2 separate regions of the Pan troglodytes genome follow, and region 1 is linked to region 2. A link is a contact called in public Hi-C data. All regions are on one chromosome and are shown on one strand. Each heading gives the region's core, a stretch centred on a gene start, on an enhancer-like site or on the middle of the called end of the contact. The rest is flanking DNA. Distances are from core to core; before and after follow the strand shown.

Region 1 (5,559 bases), core at 820-3,319, 330 kb before region 2:
CCTGCAGTACATAATCACTGTCTGTCACACTTTGATGTCATAATCATCCGCTGAAGCTCCACCGTTAAAGAGTAAATCTGCTTAACTCACAAAAAAAGGAGGAAAATTGCACAGAGGCACTTGCTTCTCTTGCCTCAATGGCCGCCCATTTGAATTACAGAAGTGCAGTATTATGTCACTTTGGTATTACGGGTGCCATTTCAAAAGCCAAAAGCCTATTTTTTAAAATATATCTTAATCAATTCAAATAGAAACAGCAATTATTTGCCATTAAATGAGCATTGTGTGTGTGTGTGTGTGTGTGTGTCTGTGGGTCTATGCGCGTGCGTGCATGCATGAGCAGCATTAAGAAGGCATTAAACAGCGGAAGAATGTCAATGTATCTTCAAGCTGCAACTTCCCAACTGCAAAGAGCTCTTAAACTTTGCATCTACTTCCCTCTCTGAAGAAATGTTTTGCATTAAGAGTTCAGTCCTAAAGGATATCTCTTAATTTGTCCTTCTTGTAGCAGATAAAAGGATAATTAAGTTAATCTTGTGAAATAAGTGGAAATATTTTACCAATGATTAATTTTATGTCAAATCAATGTGGTTTTTATTATTCAATGTTTTTAAAAAGTGAAAACCTGAATATTCATTCATTTATTCTTGATCTTGGCTTAGCTGGCTATGGAATAATTTATTTTTACAATTGATGCATGGCATATTTCTGATCAGAACAATTTTAATATCAGTAAAAGGAGCTTCCCCCTCCTTACATTGTTTTTTCAATTTTTGTTGTGTTCTACTATTATGCAGCTGGATGTCACGTCAAAAATTTCACAATTTCAAGAAAAAATTGAGAGTTCACGTAAGTGGCCCATATCATTTCCTCTGCAAGCATTTTCCACTTGAATTCAAGTTTTCTTTGAATTATCTCATATATCCTGTAAGAATTTTTAAATGCATAAAGAAAGATAAAAAAATCCCACTTTATTAGTTTCATGTCAATACTACTTTGTTGTATCATAATGGGTATTACATATGTTGAAGAAACCCCACAGGAAATTGTGTCAGTCTATTTTGTGTATAAAAATACTAAAAGCTTGTCCTATTAAGAACAGGGTATCTGAACCTCTATTTAAGTGGTTCCCTGCTGCTGCTCTGGCACTCACCCTTTTAATAATAATAAAGAGCTCCTCAAAAAAAGTCCTTTCAAAGATTATTTTACATCAGCTTTCACAGTAAAACATTCAAAAACCAATATGTGTTATATTGTAAGTCATCATGCAGGCAGTAAAGAAATTGCTGCACTGAATGTTCAATGTTTATTTTGTATGAAGTGGATAACCTTGGGTTAATTTTCAATCCTTTAGTAATGTGATAAAGTCCGTTCGATGTAACCTTTTTGATATAATGGATTTCAGTGGGGTGGGTGTTTTTCTTACTGCTGTGTCTCTAGTTGTCATTTCTTTGCATCTGATGATGAAAGATTTTTTTTTATCTTGTCTCCAAATTTAATCACTTACATGATTTAAAATGGGTTAGGTCACTTGCTATAATAAGGTAAAAACATGATTACTTTTTTTGTCATTATGTAAAGATATATTATTCAGTAAATTAATACAAATAACTTTTTAAGCCTCCTAAAGTATGTAATATTCACTAATCATCTTTTGGTCTGTCTTAAAACAAACTCATCTAATGCATTTCAACATAACCATTCCTTTGTTCATAAAATCTATTATCTCAGAGTTTCTAATTACAACTTGTAAATTACAAATTTAGGTAATGCATCCAGAAATAAGAAAGGTATAGTAAGAAAATGAGATACTTCTTACAAAATGAGGATGAATTGTTTTCATAACTTGATCACTAGAAACAGTACCTGCCTTCCTTGACATAATTTGTCAGAGATTGCATTTTTCTTGCATGTGATACCATGATAAGTTTTAAAACTTTGTCGATGGGTAAATCCTTAAAAAGGAAGCTTTAAATCATATGTTTAAAGGGATCCAGTTCCCATTGTAAGACTGCCCACACTTTTTGCACACCAAAAGGGGATGCTATTCACTAACGGGAGAAAGGCTTGACACAGCAAACAGTGTGAATCACAGTTCACCCAGGGGTTGTGCAGCTGTGAGGGCAGAACACCTTCATAAATCAGGACATTTGGGGCTTTCTTCCTTCCCTCCATCTCCACTTTTTAGGTAATTACACATTCTGAGTTGCAAAACAGTGTGCACTGTATCTAAAAGTCATGAGTTCTGCATTCTGTACCCCATCCCTCACCTCTCACTTCAACCTAGCTCATGGGAACAGGGCCCTTATAGATTTGTTAATATGAGCATTGTAAGCAAAATAAAATTTGTAAATTAGATTAACAACAGTTAAATCTCCTCAAATAAATTTTCTGCAAATGTGCAGTGGTTTAAAAGCCACAGTGCTTTCTCTCTCTCTCTTTTTTTTTTTTTTTTTTTTGGTTTTTTTTTTTTTTTTTGAGTTTTGCCCTTGTTGCCCAGGCTGGAGTGCAATGGCGCGATCTCAGCTCACCACCACCTGTGCTTCCTGGGTTCAAGAGATTCCCCTGCCTCAGCCTCCTGAGTATCTGTCATGTGCCACCACGCTTGGCTAATTTTGTATCTTTAGTAGAGAAGGGGTTTCTCCATGTTGGTCAGGCTGGTCTTGAAGTGCTGACCTCAGGTGATCTGCCCGCCTTGGCCTCCCAAAGTGCTGGGATTACAGGCATGAGCCACCACACCCAGCCCATAATGTTCTTAATATGCAGTACTGCTTTTCCAATGGTCTGAGGCCTAGGTTGGAAAAATCATGGTAAGTAGAGGATACACAACTGCATTGATGTAATATTTGTTAGATAGATGATAGATAGAAGATAGATAGATAGATAGATAGACAGATAGATAGATAGAGATAGATAGATGAGAGATAGATGTGAAAGGCAATCAGAGAGGAACCATGAATGCTCTAATATTGTTAACTATTATTGACAGAGAATTGCAGTTATAGGTAGGAGAAAAATAATGGTCTTAAATATCATATTCAAGCATTTTTCCACTGAGCTTCATAATAAGAGACATGACATGACTGTGTCTGAACTTTAGAGAGACACATCTGGAAGCAGTTTGCATAATCGTTTGGTGGGATTGATAAGGAGAATGTAGGGAAGCTAGCAAGAAAGTAAAAGTGGAAATACAAATCTACAGTTATGAAGACCTAAGTTAGGAATTCTGCAGTAAAAATGGAGAGGAATCAACAAAACTGGTAGCATCCTATGGGATGCAATAAATAAATTTAGGGACTAGTTAGAAATTGGTTGCAGTAAGGGGGAGGGTTATTTTGTTTGATTATTAGTTTTGTTTTTCTTATATCCAAGGGTTTTGGAAAGGGAAAATAAAAATTATGCCGTGAGTGATGGCTTTAAGCTTTCTGGCTTGGAGGTCTGAGAGGAAGGTGATCGTAATTGAGACACAGGACATATGTACACAGAACAGAGCTATATGATAGAAAACAAAGACAGTTATTTTGAAAACATGATCAGTTATTGCACTCAATAATGTCATATTGATGTAATATTACCTTAGTGTAATATTACATTACAATGATGTAATATTAATGTAATGTAATGTAGCAATAAGAAAAAGTGTATTATTTATTTTATTCAAATCATTTTATTCTTAACATTGTGTTTCTTCTTAGTGCTGATGCCTGCCTGCTCACTAGCCAGTGGTGACACTCTCCTGTCCTCTTTTTCTAAATCAACTAACTTCCAATAGACTCCAATCACATGAGGCACATTCATTCTCTATATGCTTATTTATGGACTTCCATGTATCTGTATTTTTCTGTCTAGTAAAACCCTGCCAATCCTTTGAGCTCTGATAAAAAGTGTTCTCTTATTTGTGGTTATTCCTTCCTGCTCCCTTCATCTCCATGTCTATAGCACTTGATTCACACTGCTGCTCTAGCACTATCTCCTTATGTTGGTAGGAGTCATTTTTTCAGTCCCTTTCTCCACTCTTGTCCAGCAGACAGATAGATTGTGAGGACTTCAGTAATAGAGGCTGTCTCTCATTCGCACTTGTATGTCTGACCATTATACAAATACCTATGAGAGGACCTCAATAATTTTCCATTGGGTTGAATTGAAGAGATAAAATATGTGGCTCAACTGGCATGAGCATTGAAAATTAATTTAATAACTAATTAAACAACCTACAAATATATTCCTTATCCTCACATGAAAGCCAGAAGTCCTCAGGGGTTTTCCTACCCATTGAGATGCAGCTATTTGCTTCGAGGATGCTCCTTCCTTATATCATGCCCGCTGGAATTCCAGAGCATGCTGCAAGTATTCTCTATTTAACTGAAGGTCTTAGGATAACCTTATATTCTCATGTTCAACTCTGGAAATACACTATTTTCTTTATTGATTTAGTTCAGTTGTTAGCTCATGTCACTACCCCCCACATGTTGCTTATGTTCTGAATTGCTTGGAACCCAGGCATAAAACTTCAGTTGGGTTTCATAACAAGTCTAACCATTATCAAATGTGTGCATATGTGTGTAATGGGCTACATTAATGGATGTGAGGCTAAGTTGGGGTGCTAATTTTGCAGACGCAAATTACCTTAAATCTAATGTTTGACTTTACTCATAGTTTTTCTAAAAGCCTGAATCAACTATCAGGTATATTTTAGTGATCACTTCACAACACACTGTCCTAGCTTCACACCACCTTATTGGTTCCCTGATAGATTTCTCCTCCTTCTGCTTTACTACTTCCCTTCAGCTCTTTCTGTCTTGGTTATTCAATATGATCCAGTTGTAACAGCCCTTTCTGTCCACCTTTGCTGCTCAGATCCACTCAAGAAGTATGATTGTATACAGGAGGTGTTTTTTTTTTTCTCCATAACTTCCCTATATTCAAATTATATTTTCTTTAGTAAAGAAGGTAAAATGTGATTGTTACAAAATTAGCCTAGACATTTTTCATTAGATGGTAGGAGTAGAAGTAGTATAAGTTCTCTTATATTTCTCAATAATATCACATATAGTTCATATTTCTGCATTCTCTGAGAATTCTTCAATTTTATGCATTTTCTTTCTTAGTGTCGATTTGGCATTTTCTACAAAGTAGAGTTTTTCATCTTTACTTTCAAAATTATTAGGTATAAATGTAAAATTATTCAGTTTTCTTTATTAACCTCAACTTTGTAATTTAGCTTGTACTCCTCCCCTTTCCATAACCCATTCATTTACAAATGTACTTCCAAATAAGTTCAAGTATCCTTTTGCCTTGATCTTAGCTTTAAACTGCTTTACAATTATCTTCACTATAGAATCAGGAAACTAGCACTATTATCTTCTTGATTTCTTGACATTATCTATCCTTGTTTTTATTCTGACTCCCAAGGTTTATTATTTGTTTTGATAATCTTTTTTTTTTACTTTTACAAATAACACGTTGATATTAAATTCTTTATATAAGATTAAATATTCTACATCTCATATTTCAAGCAGTCGTCAAGAAAACTTTTCCACTGAGAAACCATTATGCTAC
Region 2 (5,830 bases), core at 3,153-5,652:
AATATAGTTCCCTAAACATCTTTCATATAGACTAGCTCTTCTTTTCTCAAAATTGCTCATTTCTCAAATACTCCATCTTTCTCATAATTCCTTTAAAATGTAGTGTGCGGGTATATATATATATATATTATATATATATATATAGTGTCAGTATCTGAAATGAAGAAATTACGTTGTGATATCTTACCTTTAATTTTCTATTATTGTTTCGACACATAGAGTATATATCTTATCTCATTTAGAAATACACACAACCCTATGAAAGATCTTTCGGTAGCCCCATCTTAATCCTGAGGAAGGTAAAGTTACAGACATTTTTTAAGCCATCTCAAGCCTTTTAGGCATTCAGCCCCACAATGGAACTCAGCCCCCTGTCTCTTTATCTTAAGTTCAGCATTCCTAAGGTGATACCTGCTGGAATCCAGGTATTTCTCCATAATCTGAAAAGCCAAGTTTTCTGCTCTCATCTCAAATATATTTTTTTTTTGCGACTAGTGCTATGGACTGAATTGGGTCCCCCCAAGACTTGACTCATATGTTGAAGTCCTAATGCACAATGTGATGGTATTTGGAGATGGAGACAATGAGAGCTAATCAGGGCTACATGTGGTTATGAGGGTGGGGCCCTCATGATGGAATTATTGTTGTTATAAGAAGAAGAAGAGCAAAAATTGCTTTCTCTCCAACATATTATGACACAGGATGAAGATGGCTGTCTACAAGCCAGAAAGAAGACTTCTACCAGAAATTGTATTGAGTGGCACCTTGAATTTAGACTTTCCAGTTTCCAAATTTGAGAAATAAATGTCTGCTCTAAAGTTACCAGTCTATGATTTTTTTAATAGAAGCCCAAGCTAATATAAACAGTTATACAATTCTCATCGTCATAAATTCATTAACTTAGAAATATAACCTTTTTGGGCCCCATATTTTTCTCTTGCTTAAATTTTTAAACAATTTTATTAGACTAATTAATGCTAATGATGTTTATCTGTCTCTCACTTTGATTCCCTTTTATTGATGGAATATTCACTTTTTCTTGTCTTCTTCGTGGCTTCTCAGAAGGGCTTAATAATGACTGATTTAATCAGAATGTTTGCAGAAGCAAGTATATTACGTTGGGTCACTAGGTAGTCAGTTTAAATGAAATTCATAGATACAGAAGAATCACAAAAAATAAAATCAGTTAATATACTAATTTAGTTAGGAAAGTTATTCCAATTCCAGAAACTTCAGTAGAAGTCACCATCCAGAAAACTCACTACCCTTTGCAGGAGATCAAATAAATGGTGTTTTAGTTAAAAAGCAAAGGAAGGTTTAGAACTATGGATAAGTTTCAACTAAAAACTAAATACATTATGTTATATTCTAATTTCTCACTATCATTATTAATATTCAATCATTGTCTTATAATCTGTTTGAATTATTATCTCTTTTTAAGAGGAACATGCTCATATTCATAAAACAATGGGCACCTGTCACAGGCTGGTTTACCTGAAGCAAACACTGATGTGATATTTGGGATTCATGATAGGATTCAACATATCAGATAAAATGTTTAGAATATTTTAATGCTAAAATATTCAAAGGATCATTTAAACTGAATATAGCCATTGGAAACTACAAAATAATTGTTTTTCCTTCTTTCTTTTTAATAGATGGAAATCTTTAATCTGAAACTCTTCTTTGAGAGGAGATTAATTAGTAAAATTCTAGTCCCCTCTCTCTTAGCTCATTCTGTCCATGGTAGGTGGAGTGATTTAAGAAATTTATAAATTTGAGAAAGAATAGCTGGACATACCCGGCTTCACTCTGGCCTTCTTCTTCCTCTGGGAAGCTGACCAAAGAGAATATAAGTTCTACCCTGCTCTTCCCGGGCAGGCTTCTATATGTTTCTGTTTGTGGACAAAGGGTAAACACCAGCGTAATTTTAGTGCTTGCTACAAATAAAAGCATAAAAGCCACATACTAAACTGGCCTCTCTTCAAAATAAAAGAGATATTTGATATTCACCTTTGCTCTTGGTGTAATTTCTCACTATTTCATTATCTAAACATGAAAGTGGGTGTTCTGAGAGTTTTCCTCAGGAACTCTCAATAGCTATAAAAAATACACAGAACAAAATCTTAATTTGTCTCGTAACAGTGAGTTCAAATTACTTTTCATATGAGTAAAAGAAAAAGGAAAATTAACAAGTAAATTAGAAGAGAATAATTCTGCTTTCACTTCAAGGTAATCAAAATTCTTATAAACAGTATCACTATCTGATAGTAACACAACACAATAAATAATGTAAAAACTGAAGTTTTTATCTACTATGCCAAATATGATTCCTCTGGTTTCTTTTTGTTTGTTTAAGAAAGTATTTTAAAAAGTTAAATTGACCAAAATGGGCTACTTATACTGGCATTGTATAATCAGAGTCAGAAATGTTGAATAAACAAATCAATAAAATGGAGCTGTATATTAAAAACAACAAGCAGGTTTTGTCCTAAATGTTTGCCCCATAGCCAGGTTTACTTTGAGCCAGCATGTAAAAGATTTTGTGATTAGGCCCCAAAGCACAAAAATACCAATTAATTATGATGATTAGATATGTCTTCATTAGTAGTCTATAAATAAATCATGCAAAGCATTATGCAGTCAGCTATCCTGGAAAAATATTCTTCTAAAGGGCTGTGAAAACAGCTTAATTAATTATAAATGCTTTGAAACTTAGCACATTATATTTTGAAATGTTAAAGCATACATACATACACATGTTATATATGTTTGGAGGTATTTGTCAATCTGTTTCAGTGTTTCTTAATGCTACTGAGCACTAAAATGCTTCCCAGAATCAAGATGAAAGTGTGTTAAAAATCTGTATTTATTGTTAAAAGTAAAAAAGTTATTTAGAACACTTATATTTCCAATTCCTCTCATGTTTTCTGATGACAGTGTTTTTCTTTGATATTTAACTTCTATGCTTCCAGAAATGCTTTGTAAATGTTCTCCTCTCTTCCCATCCCATTCTCTCCCTGCCCTCAGAATATATTCCTCATTTATTCAAAAAGATTTCTTCCTGAAAATGTTCCATTATTAAAAATATCTCAATTATGCTTATAATTAACCCATTTTTTGAAGCTGTATTCCATTCACTCCATCAGATCTTCTGCCCTCCACTGCTCCCTGGTAGACCCACAGGACAATGATCTCTATGAACTGCATCAAGTGTTTCCCTTGCCCTGCAGTTTCTAGTTGAGTTTGGCTAATGGATATTCCTGGCAGGAGATCAGAGGTAGGTAGGAAAATTTATTTTCCTCGCTTCTTTTCTGCAGGTTGATTGTATAACTCTGCCAAAGGTCACAGCTCTTGACGGGTGATGCTTGCTACACAAATCGCTCTACGGGTTTTAGTCCTTTCAGATATAAGGGTGATAACAGTTCTCTCCACTATAACTGGCCCTGGGGTACAGAAATCTCTTTTGATTTCTCTATACCCTGTTCCAGGTTTGTAGGTCATCATTTTATTAATTTCATCTCAAATTATCCAATTTGAGGACATAATCTGTTATATGCAATACCCTGACATGATTAATTTTGTAAATAAACAATACAAAAATAGAGTAAAACATGAACATCCTCATTACATCTTTTGATTTTGAATACTGAAAATACAATTCAAATTGGCCTAAGCACCTGGATTGTTCTAGTTCTCTGAGTCAATATATCACATGTAGAAGGATGCACTTTTCTGGCTACTTGTGGTTTAAATGGGCCAGAACAGTTCAGGGTACCATCAAGCATGCTTTTGCATATACTACTCTAGAATGATTGTGTATCAGTTAGGGTCCATTCAGAAGACAAAATCAAGTCAGTTATTTTAACAGAAATGGTTTTATATAAACAATTGTTAATTAGGTACTAAAGACTTAAAATGGCAAAAAGAAAAAGAATTGCATTGTTATGGAAGGAGTTTCTATAGGCTGCAGCTACCCTACTATGACCGGGTATGCAAACACAGTCTTGGAGGAAGATCTGTGCAGAGCTGAAACTCAGACCTCAGATAAAGTGTGCTGCTTCACCCATGCCTGTGTCTCTTTGCTTGAGGGAAATATCTTATGGGACTAGGACCCAGGCCTCTGAAGAGGAATGCTGATTGACAGCATCAGGGGCTGCTGTTTTTGCAGGAGCACATTGAGAGTGATTCTGCAAATGTTGAAGAACTGCAAAGTCAATTAAACATTCTACAGAGACAAACTGCTGCTACCAGCAGGAAGAGGTGAGATGAGGCTAAGGTGATGCTCAATGACAGGAAGCAAATGGGAAGCCAGCACCAAACAAACAAAATGGAGCAAGTCTCTTTTCCCTCTTCCATCCTTACAGCTCCCTCTAGTGCTTTCTACTAGCCAAGGCTAAGAGGAAGGCAGCTGGCAAAGCAGACATGAAGCTTGCAGATTTCCAGTCCAGCTTCACAGCGCAGAGTGTAGAAGAAACAGCGTGAGCTGAGAGGCAATAACTTAGTAACTATGTAAGGTAACAACCAGAGGTCAACTATACTCATTGATTAGAAACACAGTTGCAGGATTCCTACTTTATCAAACCTTATATGAGGCTAGATTTTCTTAACCACAGGAAAGTTTTAGTCCTTTCGACTTTCTACTTGGGAAGTTAATATGACAAAGAAAACAATTATAACAAAATATGAGAAGTGCCATGACAGGAGCTATAATATGAAGCTTTTAGAATGGCATTTCAATTAGCAATGTAGGGTCCAGGGAGAGCATTTGATTGGAGGTAATGTTGAAGTTGGATTTGAATCCTGAAAAGATTCAATAGACAGGAGCCTACTGAGTAGATATTAGAATTAACTCAAAAGCTTGATAACCATATTTGGGAAAACAGGAAGGTCAAACATCAGAAAATACAGGTAATTTCCACTGGAGGAATTTCCTGGTTGGAACACAAGAACCACTCACTCTGTTGTTCCTGAATACCACTGAACCAGACCTACTGTCACTGGGCACAGCTGCCGTGAACACAGCGATGGTCAATAATTTTTCACAGACCTTTTTAAATTTTGTATTACTTCCTGAAAATTCAAAGTAGGCCATCCAGTAGGTTGAACCTAGTCAGTTGCCCTGCTCTAGGTGCCAGGGGAAAGAAAGAAGAATATATGACCTTTTCAGTCTGACCTTAAATTCTGGCTTCCTCCAAGATTTACATACTAAGGATTTTTTTTTTTTTTTTTTTTTTTGACAGAGTCTTGCTCTGTCACCCAGACTGGAGTGGAATGGAGTAGCTGGGACTACAGATGCATGCTACCATGCCCGGCTAATTTTTGTATTTTTAGTAGAGACAGGGTTTCACCATGTTAGTCAGGATCTTCTCAAACTCCTGACCTCATGATCCATCCGCCTCGGCCTCCCAAAGTACTGGAATTACAGGCGTGAGCCACCACGCCCAGCCCATAGTATGGATTTTAATCCCAAATAAGGTAAACATGTGCATGATAGGTTCACAACATTCCCACTAGCAATTATCTCTTTGGCAACCTAGAATTCATATAAAATCTTTTGCCCATTCTAATCAAAAAAACTTCCTGTCTTGTACTATGAAACTTCCTCTCATAGCAAAAATCCAGTTTACCGGTGTCCCAAAAGGAGACAGTTTTAACCCTCTTCAGTTATAGCATCTGGCTTCAACAGTAGAATCTCTGGATAATCTCCATATTGAACCGAGATCTCCTAGATCCAGTCTTGATCTTGCCATAGTAGTGACTGAAAGAAAGGAAAAGTAGATTTATGTAAATCTTTCATTCTTAGGGGTTCTGAACTCTTGCCAGTTTT

What was found. Hi-C and Micro-C count contacts between places; a contact is called where the count stands out from the background.
Region 1: a contact with region 2 is called in a Hi-C map of induced pluripotent stem cells, with 1.9 times the contacts expected there. The contact joins two enhancer-like sites. A contact is called at or near these places in 2 of 7 Hi-C or Micro-C datasets (both in induced pluripotent stem cells).

The regions. Positions count from the first base shown.
Region 1 is chr5:106,068,866-106,074,424 of NHGRI_mPanTro3-v2.0_pri, reverse strand. No RefSeq gene overlaps it. Among named protein-coding and RNA genes, the nearest start is that of EPHA7, 630 kb to the right of the region's middle. Within about 2 kb of position 2,069, at least 1 of the 24 cell types and tissues checked has an H3K27ac peak or open chromatin away from gene starts, as enhancers often do. A contact at or near this core is called in induced pluripotent stem cells, where this site is marked.
Region 2 is chr5:105,740,408-105,746,237 of NHGRI_mPanTro3-v2.0_pri, reverse strand. It overlaps LOC104006915 (a long non-coding RNA gene), which reads right to left. Exons shown (of 4, transcript XR_680900.5): 4 at 2,221-5,761. Among named protein-coding and RNA genes, the nearest start is that of EPHA7, 300 kb to the right of the region's middle. Within about 2 kb of position 4,402, at least 1 of the 24 cell types and tissues checked has an H3K27ac peak or open chromatin away from gene starts, as enhancers often do. A contact at or near this core is called in induced pluripotent stem cells, where this site is marked.